Linked DNA regions of Capra hircus: region 1 is linked to region 2. A link is a contact called in public Hi-C data. All regions are on one chromosome and are shown on one strand. Each heading gives the region's core, a stretch centred on a gene start, on an enhancer-like site or on the middle of the called end of the contact. The rest is flanking DNA. Distances are from core to core; before and after follow the strand shown. Region 1 has its middle 30 kb from the start of BMP10. Region 2 overlaps ARHGAP25 (rho GTPase-activating protein 25).

What was found. A called contact is a pair of places that touch in the nucleus more often than the background predicts.
Region 1: a contact with region 2 is called in a Hi-C map of blood, with 2.0 times the contacts expected there. The contact joins two enhancer-like sites. A contact is called at or near these places in 4 of 5 Hi-C or Micro-C datasets (blood and liver).

Annotation. Positions count from the first base shown.
Region 1 is chr11:66,985,242-66,990,465 of ARS1.2, forward strand. No RefSeq gene overlaps it. Among named protein-coding and RNA genes, the nearest start is that of BMP10, 30 kb to the left of the region's middle. Within about 2 kb of position 2,725, at least 1 of the 5 cell types and tissues checked has an H3K27ac peak or open chromatin away from gene starts, as enhancers often do.
Region 2 is chr11:66,840,649-66,846,222 of ARS1.2, forward strand. All of the region lies in intron 1 of ARHGAP25 (rho GTPase-activating protein 25), which reads left to right. Among named protein-coding and RNA genes, the nearest start is that of ARHGAP25, 18 kb to the left of the region's middle. Within about 2 kb of position 3,118, at least 1 of the 5 cell types and tissues checked has an H3K27ac peak or open chromatin away from gene starts, as enhancers often do.

The DNA.
Region 1 (5,224 bases), core at 1,475-3,974, 140 kb after region 2:
AGTTGGTGATGGACAGGGAGGCCTGACGTGCTGCGGTTCATGGGGTCGCAAACAGTCTGACATGACTGAGCAACTGAACTGACTGATTATGTGTCAGTTACAAATCGACTGGTCATCTTCACTCTGGGACTCAGGAAGACAGAGTAGCGTCTGCTTGGAACATCGCTGTTCCTTGTGGCAGAAGGAATAGGAATACGGTGCAGCAAATGTCAGTTCCTAAAATTTCTGCCCAGAAGTAACACATCCCACCTCCGCTCACAGTCATTGACCAAAACAGTTCACACGCACAAGTCTGATGCCCATGGGACAGGGGGATAAAATGCTTTCCTCCCTTTCCAGGGAGGGGCATATTTGGAACAATAATACAATCTCCTTTATCTCTTTCCACTGAAACAGTGGGGACTGGGCTGGGCAAGCACAGCGAGACCGCACACACAATTCTGTGCTGATAAGGAGGGTGGAAACATTCTGTGTGCTGTGCTATGCACTCAGTCACTCAGCCGGGTCTGACTCTTTGCAACTCTATGGACTGTAGCCCACCAGGCTCCTCTGTCCACAGGCTTCCCCAGGCAAGAATACTGGAGGCCAACCCAATATGCCCTCCTCCAAGGGATCTTCCTGACTCAGGGATCAAACCCTAGTCTCTTATGTCTCCTGCATTGATGGGCAGATTTCTTACCTCTAGCGCCACCTAATCTGCTGTTGTTGTTTCGTCCTATTCTGTACCACAGAATAGGTAAATATTGGTGATTTACCAGGAACGTATATCTGATATTATACGAACTGCTCTACTTGGCAATTAGTCTGTAGGCCATGGGTGGAAGATAGGTTATCAGGAAGGGCCTTGAACAGCACTTTCCAAAACCAGGGTTCTAACTAGGGACCCAGGTTGAATATCAGGAAACTTGGAGATCCAGGGGTGGAAGGAAGAAGTGGAGGAATATCCTGCCAACAAGAAGGTGCTATAGCCGGGGCTTAGGCAAGGAGGTAAGACGCACCTTTTCTTTATAAGGACAGAGACTTCCCCAGTGGTCCAGTGGTTACGACTCTGCACTTCCACCGCAGGGGGCCATGGGCTTCATCCCTAGTCAGGGAATAAGAACCCACATGCTGTGAGGTGAGCTAAAAAAAAACAAAACATTAAAAAAAAGGGGGGGGGGTTATAAAGACAGGTACAGAATAGTATTGAGTATTGGATGGCCAAGTTGGAAATGAGATACGATGTGAAAAAAATCTCAGGGGATTAGAGGTGGGCAAGGCTTGTAGCTGTTGTTCAGGGGGCATGAGTTAGTTCTTGGTCCTTGAGTAGGAACATGGGTGGAAGTGGGCTGGCCGCAGCCAGCGAAAGTCTCCATAGACCACACCCAGGGGTTTGAATGGGCGGCAGTCGCTACAGAGGGAGGTGACTTGAACCAAGAGAAACACTTGGGTTTGGTCCTCTCTGACCGGCCCTAGTAGTTCAAACCTCCTTGTCCTTCCAGGGTCCAGACTACTCGTGAACTTTCTCAACAAATTATCCAGCAGCCCTTGTTGCCAGGCCACAGGGTAAACTGGAGCCCAAAAGAAGGGGGAAAAGCCTTTTTCCAATTCTCCTTATTTTATTCTACTTACATAAGGTCTTACCAGCATTCACTTGGGGGTGTAAGGTGGGATTAAGGAAGAATGGAGTGAGGATGTCTGTGCTTTATGACTCTTCAAATAAAGTGTTATTTTTTTGAAGGTTGTGACCTCACAATGCTTGTTTAAGAAATGTTTGTCGCCTGCTGAAATCTTTTTAAATCTAACACAATTTCTGATTCTGTTCATCAGATTGGCTAAGGTTTCCATCTTTTTCCTGCCCCTACCCCATGCTAAGCCCTATAAGCTGATGTTTTCCTTTTGGAGGCACAGTTCTTAGAGACCTTCTTTTAAAATATTTATTTATTTGGCTGCATGAGGTCTTAGTTACAGCACGTGGGATCTTGTTCCCTGACCAGGGTTTGAACCTGGACCCCCTACATTGGAAGCACAGAATCTTAGCCACTGAACCACCAGGGAAGTCCCCAGACCTCCTTTTTTTTAGATAGTGGGAATAAACACCCGCCATACTCCTATTTACAATAATGAATCCAGGTTCTGTGAATTTAGAGGAAAAAAATTCACTAAATACAGAGAGCATCTGTAAAGCTTGTATGTGTGTATGTAAAGGTATCCTGTAAAGGCAAAGGAATCCTGTCTTCTTTCCCAAACCAGAGCACTGCTCCTGTGTGTGTGGTATGTATGTGTGTGTGTGCATGTGTGTGTGTGTAAATATCTGAACTACACTTGCACAGAGACCTTCTCTCAGGCCCCTTGCAGGCTTCCCTGAGTCACAGACCCGCCTTCCCAGAGAAGTGCCCCAATTTGCCTTATAAGGCTAAACTGAGGTTTCTAATTTCTCCTCTGAAGATTTTGCAGGGAGTAGAAACAGCAGGTGCAGAGAGGCATGGTCCAGCGTCGCATTTCCACAGTGACTCAGCGGGTCTTCTTGGAAAACAGATCCCAGTGAGGGTGCTCTTCTTCAGCAGCCTCTGGGTGATGAGTGATGAGGGGCTGTCCGTGCTGCTGGACACTTATCCCAGCACGATCGCCTTCGCTGCCCGTTGCCTAGGGTCCACAGACTATATGCCCTTGTCCTTGGAGGCGCTTGGAGAGGTCTTTGTGGACGCCACAGTAGGAACCGAGAGAAGTCCTGTGGGCGGAGCTCCAGCAGGTGCAAGGGGACTGTGGTCAAGCAGAGCCCAGTGGATCAGGGCGGGCATGCAGGACCGGAAGTTCCGGTGAAGGAGCAAGGGGCATAGCGGGAGGAGCCCTGGCCTGTGGGCAGAGTTAGATGGCAGGGAGCTCGGGGGCAAAAAAGAGATGGCGCTCCAGGGAGGCAGATGTCCAGGGTCAGGGAGACCTGCAAGGCCAGGTTTGGACCAGACCCTCAGGACGTGAGACAGGATCCTGGAGCGGGAAGAACTGGGGAGCTGAGCTCAGAGTCCAGTCAGGTGCTTGGGTATAAGAGCATTATTGGACCTGGATGTGAAGTAAAGCCCCAATCATGAGGAAGGTGACAAGTCAACAGAAGCCTGAGTCATCAGAACCTTGAAGCCACTGGCTTGAGGCTGTCGGAATCAGCGTGGCCTAGAGCACAAGTGATTCCAAAGCCTAGGCCATTAGTGTGGCTGTGGCATGGGCTGATCTCCGGGAAAATCACAAAGTCCATGCCTGCCTTTTACTAGCCCTTCATCTGTCTCCTGCTGCGTCTTCCCTACTTGAGTCACGCCAGGTAATCAGAGAGCGATGATCACCTGAAGGATGACGTCTCAGCTTCCCATGCCCTGGGCACCTTGTGCATCGACCCACCCAAATATTCCCAGAAGGTCCCACCTGCTTCAAAAGCCCCACCAACTTCCTATTCAACCCCAGCCAGCCTGTCCTTGAAACAGTAACCTTGTTTGTCCCAGTCTTCCCATCTCTGACAGATAAAAATTTTTACCTTGATAAAGCGGAGGAGTTGGAGGGAAAACTTGAGACGCTTGCTCCTTGGAAGAAAAGTTATGACCAACCTAGATAGCATATTAAAAAGCAGAGACATTACTTTACCGATAAAGGTCCGTCTAGTCAAAGCTATGGTTTTTCCAGTAGTCACGTATGGATGTGAGAGTTGGGCTATAAAGAAAGCTGAGTGCCAAAGAATCAATGCTTTTGAACTGTGGTGTTGGAGAAGACTCTTGAGAGTCCCTTTGGACTGCAAGGAGATCAAACCAGTCCATCCTAAAGGAAATCAGTCCTGAATATTCATTGAAAGGACTGATGCTGAAGCTGAAACTCCCATCCTTTGGCCACCTGATGCGAAGAACTGACTCACTGGAAAAGACCCTGATGCTGGGAAAAATTGAAGGCAGGAGGAGAAAGGGATGACAGAGAATAAGATGTTGGATAGCATCACCGACTCAGTGGATATGAGTTTGAGTAAGCTCTGGGAGTTGGTGATGGACAGGGAAGCCTGGCGTGCTGTAGTCCATGGGGTGGCAAAGAGTCAGACACGACTGGGTGATTGAACTGAACTGAACTGAATAAGAAGTGAAATAGAGATGATTTGGGGAAGAGAGAAAAGGTAGATGTGAGATAGTCACAGAGGGAAAATGCACAGGTTTAGGGACCATCCAAATTAGTGAAAGGAGAGAGAGAAACACACATAGAAGTGATTTTGAACATAGGCAGGATGGTCCGGCATACATTCTCCTGCTGTTGCTTTGGATTTTAGTTTCCACTACTTTTATATTCAATTAGTGTGGAGAAGTCTGAAACATGCAGGGGCATGAATGGAAAGAGAACTGAACTTGACCTGGAGAGTTGCGGGCACCTCATCTCCCAGAATGGCGGCTGCATGTCCCAGAAAAGTCTTTTAACCTCTTTGGACTTCATTTTTTCCCTCTATAAAAGATAACCTTCTCCATCTGTTCCAAGGGAAATCATGTGAATGAAATACTTGTAAACGATGCAGAATAAGTGTAAGGTATCACGTGCAGATAATTGCAAGCTCACTTTGCCGCATTCAGTCTCAGCCTCTTACTGGGTTTCTCATGAGGGAACGAGGTTCACCTCCTTTGCTACTACCGCCACGTTGTGGCTACCTTGTGAACTGCATGCCACAACTGGGGACAATCAGCAAAAAAGAAGTTTTGCTGTTGTTCAGTTGCCAAGTCGTGTCCAACTCTTTGTGACCCTTTGGACTGTAGCATGCCAGGCTTCCCTGTCCCTCACCATCTCCCAGACTTTGCTCAAGATCACGTGCATTGAATTGGTGATCCCATCCAACCATCTCATCCTCTGTTGTCCTCATCATCTGCCTTCAATCTTTCACAGCATCAGGGTCTTTTCCAAGGAGTCAGCTGTTCGCGTCAGGTGGTCAGGTACTGGAGCTTTAGTTTCAGCATCAGCCCTTCCAAAGAGTATTCAGGGTTGATTTCCTTTAAGATTGACTGGTTTGATCTCCTTGGTTTCCAAGGGACTCTCAAGAGTCTTCTCCAACATCACAGTTTATTTGCATATAAAAAAGTATTTAAGTCTTTCCAAGTTAGTTAATAAATTTAAAGCATTGTCAATCAAAAGCTCTTAATAAGTTGATTCTAAATTGCAATGGAAGATTGAATGGGCAGGAATAGTCAAGACAAATTTGAAAAATAAGAATAAAGATAGGGAGAAAAATAGATTA
Region 2 (5,574 bases), core at 1,868-4,367:
GGGAAATCAGGCCACTGAGCTGCCTGGATTTACTTAAAATTTGTGATCGATCATGTTAGGTGGATGTTCAGCCAAGCCAAGAAAGCCTGCTATGCCTACCTATTAAATTTCCTTTCCTGTTTGCGAAAACATTTTTTTCTTTTCTGAATGCTTTAACACCTACTTCCACAGTCACACTCACTTTTACACTTCTTAGAGAAAAGTGTGTGCAACTGATTGAGAACCACCTTGTTTTCCTACCACCAAGTGCTTCTGTCTACCCACATCTACCCCCATCTTCCCCTCAAGAACTTCCCTTTAGATCTGGACATGGGACCCCCATTTGGAGACTTGGATCTTATAGGGTCCTTCTCAGGTCTGGCTCTGTGTTCCTCCTCATAAGACACGGCATCTTCCCACCTGTAGCCTGGGCCCTGCATGCTATCGAGAGCACTTGGGAATGTGAGATTCCTACAAGGATGGCCAGAGCTGTCTTCCTGGGTCCCCCTCAGTGGCTGTTCTGCAGATGGTTGTTGGCAAGGAGGCCCAGAATAGAGCTTGGATGTCTGGGCTGGTGGGTCCACATGCGTGTATGTGAAGCCCCGCACTCTGCTAAATGGAGCTGGGATTGAGAGGAGAAGGGGTGTGGGCTATACGATGTGGGGCCTCTATCTGTATTCTTGCCACACTTTCTCCAAGGTTGGTGGTGGAAACCTGGCCACTTGTCATCTACAGCCAGCCAAGGTAATCACTGGGGACCCCACTCCACTAAGAATGTCCTTGTCAGCATCACTGGTTGTTGGTATCTTGGCCAAGGGTGCATGGCTGTCCTTGTTTCATTCTACTACCCTGCAGCATTAACTGAGTTGGCCATTTCCGCCTTGAAATAATCTCCAGGCTGGCTAGATGCCACACTCGGGGCCTTCCTTACTGCATTAGCCACTCTTTCTGAGTCTTCTTTAATGGAGTCTCCTTCTCCACCAGACACTTAGCTTTGAGATGTTCAAGGCAGAACTGGCTCCATCATTTTAAGGGTCTGGTGCTGAGTGAAAATGTGGAGCCCCTCATTCCCAGTTATGAAGAATTTCAAGATGCTGTACTTGGAGAGTAGTTCAAGTAGGCGCTGATGCAGGTGCTGAGATGTGGGGCCCCGTGCGACCTCGCAGGTTGTGTGTCTGTGAGGCCAGCCCAGGCCTCAAGGACTCACTTCCCTCATCTTCTTCTGTTTATCCATCCTCACTTGTTGGGTGCTCTCATCCCTTCCCATGGCTTTAAATTCCATCTACCCTTTTCTATGTTCACCCTAGTCTTAGACTGCTCACCATCTCCACTTGGATCCCTCTCGGGCTTCGCTCTCCCAGTACGTCCAACACAGACTCCAGAATTCTCTCTCTTCCCATTCCTCCCCACCCTGTTTACCAGGTCTCAATAAAAGACCCCACTTTTCACCAGGTTGCTCAAGCTTCCACCTACAGTCATCTTCCACACATCTTTTTCTCTCCCACCCTGCATCTAACCCATCAGAAAAAATTTTTTTGATTCATTATTGATTTGGGTTCCCCATCTGATTTTTTAAAAATTATTTCTGATACTGTAAACACCATCATTTCTGGCCAAGTCTTCTGCATTTGTTTGCTAACTTCCTGTCTCCCATCCTGTCCTGTACAATTTACACTCTGCACTGTGGCCAGTCTCAATAGTTGTGTTTTTTTTTTTTCTTTTTTCCCCCTTCAATTATTTGCTTTAATATAATGAAGTTGTTATCTAGATGATTTTTTACAACATCAGTCTTGATTTCTCAGAACATTGAATAACTGCCCCCTCAATAGAATTTAAAAGCAGAAATCAACTTGTGGAATGCTTTCTCCAGTATATTTAGAATGAGATTCAAACCAATGAGACCTGCCTATGGAATCTGATCCCACCCATTTTCTCCAACCCACCTGCTGCTTCTCTGCTTCTCTCACATTGCCCTTCAGCCACACTCACTTTCTCGTTCCTTAAACACTTGGAGTTCAAGGTCACCTAGAGGTCTGTCTTGCCACCGTCTCTCTGACATGCCCTTCCCCAGCTCTTACCATGACCTTTTGTCCATTTGACTTCAGTTCAAATAGCCTCTCTCTGAAGATGTCTTTCCTGCCCACAGTATCTAGTATAATAACATCCCCCTACTCCAGTCTCTCTTTATCTCATTACTTTATTTTATTTTCTTTACAGCACTTTAGTACCAGAAATGATATTTATTTGATTTCATTTTATGATCTCCAATTCCTACTCGACTATAAGCGCCTTGAAGGAAGGGCTTTGTCTATTTCCCTCACTTTTAGGGCATTGCTGCCAACAACAGAGCCTGGAATCTAAACAGGTGACCTTGGAGATTTTTGTGGTATATCTGGGGACTGTCCTGTGGCCTGCTAACTTTTCTCCACCCCAGTGAAATTCATGAGTAAAAATAAGATCAATGCATGTTTTTTCTGCTTCCCTTACTAATGTGGAGTAATGGTTTGATTCAGAGAGACGATTCTGAATTTCTTTAAGAGAAGGAAGTAGAACTTTTGGTTTCTGAAGCTATTTTGGAAGAACATGCAGGTGACTGAGCGTCAGCTGTTCTCAAGAGAGGTCAGGACCAAGTCACAGGGTTTAAGCTGCTGAATAGGGTGACAAACTGTGTCCTGGACTGCCTTGGGTAAGTCCACAACCCTCCCAAATTTGTATGAAAAATTTTATGTGCAGATTCTCAAAGGAGTCTATACAAAGGCTAAAATCACTATTTCATGTTTCCAAGCACCAAAAAAAAAAAAAAAAAAAACCCTCAGTAAGGAACCTGGTGATAATTAAACACAATGCAGTGGGCACATGGGTCCGTCCTCTGCCTTGTCCAAGGGTGTTTTCTGGGTGTCGTGTGTAGAGAGTGAAAGGAGAGAAGACTGAGTGGTGGGAAAAGGCCACACGGTTCCCTAGTTCACAGCCTTTCCTGGCCCCACAGCGTTCCTGGCCTGGGGCAATTTGAGGGTGACGACTAACTAGGAAGTTCCTAGAACTGCTTCTTGTTGCTGACCTGCAGGTCCTGGCATCCTGGACCGCATCCCGGTCATGGATGTGTAAGCTGAAGTGGACTGTGGCCACCAGAGGGCAGCACACCCAGCTGCAGCTGGAGCGGATGTGTTGGCCCAGCCAGACCTCTGGAGCACCCTTGGGCAGCTGAGCTGGTTCAAGGCCACCCTGCCATTTCATTAGCTTCAAAATAACGTGGTCTTGTGCTGCAGATGACTGATTTTGGCCCCCACTTGCTATGTTGGGGAGGGGGCTGACTGTACTTTCTGTACACTCACTTGGTCCTTAAACCATAAAGCTCAGGTGGAAAATTACCCTTCATATCCTGATAGCTCTAAGAGAGTAAAACTTGGGACTGACATAAGCAAGCAAAACTTATAAATGTTTGTGGTCAATTATGCAAACAGGGGAACATAAGTTATGGTTCCATTTGTTGTATAGTAGCATAAAAAATGCAAACTGTTCTTCAAGGGCGAAAAAAGAAAGCTTATGAATTCCATTTCAAGGAGAAACCTATTGCTTCTACTTCCAAGGGACTTGAGAAGCACGGTCATTTATCTAATGGTAGGCTTCTAGTGGGTAGGTGTCCTTGTCATCACTTTACAGATACGATCAATAACGTCTTGGGGGATATATTCCCAGCTCCCCCTCTTGGCTTCTAGCCCATCTCCATGGGTGGCCACAGGCTCAGCCTTTGCAGGTCTGCCCTTGGACAGAGCTGACTCAAGCTGCATCTAGCTTGTTCTCTCTCAGCCTGAGGTTCACAGACAATGAGCATTTGCAATAAGACCCTGCAAACTGTAGGGCGCTGAGAGAAAGGTCCTTCAACTCTTAAGAGCTCAAAACTTGCAAAATGTATCTTAATTTCTAATCATCCTGAGCCATGGTCTTTTTCCCCAAATTGCCTTAGTTTTTTAAAATAATTTTCCATCCTAAAAAAACTTTTGCGCACATGCACAAACATACATTATGTATATACATGTGTCTATATCAGGGTTTGTCAACTTCAGCACTGGCCCATTTTGGTCTGGACATATGTTTCCTGGGAGGGCTGCCCTGAACACTGTTGGGTATTTACCAGCATCCCTGGACTTCTCCACCTCATGGCAATAGCAACCCTCCAAGTTGTGACAAACAAAATATCTCTGGACATTGCCAACTATCCCCCGGGGTAAAAACATCCCCCATTAAGAACGATTGATTGATCTAGCTATTGGTTCATGTATGTGTGTTTGTGTGTATATACGTATGTATGTACATATGTGTCTATCTATCCATCTATTATCTATCTATATTAACCAGCTTGATTCAGAGTCTGTTTTTTGCAGCCAAAAAAAAAAAAAAGTCTGGTAAGACAATGATAAAACATGAATCAATTCTGTAAACTGCTCAAATAAGAGCACAGTAAGTTAGCAGCAAAACCAGGCCTGGAAAATCAGGCCTCAGAAACATTACCCAGTGGGACTTCTGCTGCTTGCCACCAGAGAACTCCTTTTAGGGGTCTCTCACCCCCCAGCTTGCCTATCATTGTGCTCTCCCTTGTACTACAACATGGTAACACTGGAATGAAGAAATGTTGAGGTGAGGAAACAGCATGGCTGTGTTGCCTTGTTAGCCTGGGACACCAAAATTAGTCATCTGGATGAGGATCATGGTTAGACTTTCTTCCTTGGATGTAGGTTTGGTGCTGGGGATGGCGGGCCATGAGGTGGACCAGGCTTTGCAGGGCTACCGTCCACCCTTCCTGTGATCCTGCTCCCTTACTCTCTGGGGAGATTTGGCTTAATATTTTGGTCCTCCTGACATTCCCTTGTTTTTTGAGGTCACTCACCTCACCCAAGTCACTGTGGGATGGTAGGAGTCACTTTTTTTCCATTCAGAACTTATATTAGCTATGGAAACTTTTGAAGGTCAGGAGGAAGTGAGAATGTCAGGTGGTTCTGTGTAACAAAGATACAACAAATGAGAGTGGATGAAAGAATTATTTTGAAATTCACATCTAGTGAAACATATTTACTTTGGTCTGCAGTTGTATGCATTTTGAAAAGTGCCTAGAGTCATATGATAACCATCACAGTCAAGATATAGACAGGTCCAGCACCATCTCTTTTTAATCAACCCTTCGTGGCCAACCCTGGGCAGCCCCTCATCTGTCCTCTGTCCTTATAGTTTTTCTTTGTCCTAAATGCTGTATAAATGCAATTGTTTAGGATGTAGCCTGTCTGGAGTCCAATCTGTTTTGCACAGCAGAATGTATTTGAGGTCCATCCATGTTCCTACTTCTATCAAGAGTTGCGTCCTTTTCATTGCTGAGTATTATTCCATCGTATAGATGTAGCCACTTGTCAATTCAAAGACACTGGGATTGCTTCCAATTTTTGGAGGTTATGAATCACCTGCTATAAATATGGTGCTTACAGGTTTGGTGTAAATATAATGTCTCCTTTCTCTTGGGTAAATTTTGAGTAGTGGGACTGCTGGGTCATATTGTAAGTGTGTGTTTAGCTTTGTAAGAAACCACCAAATTGTTTCCCAAAGTAG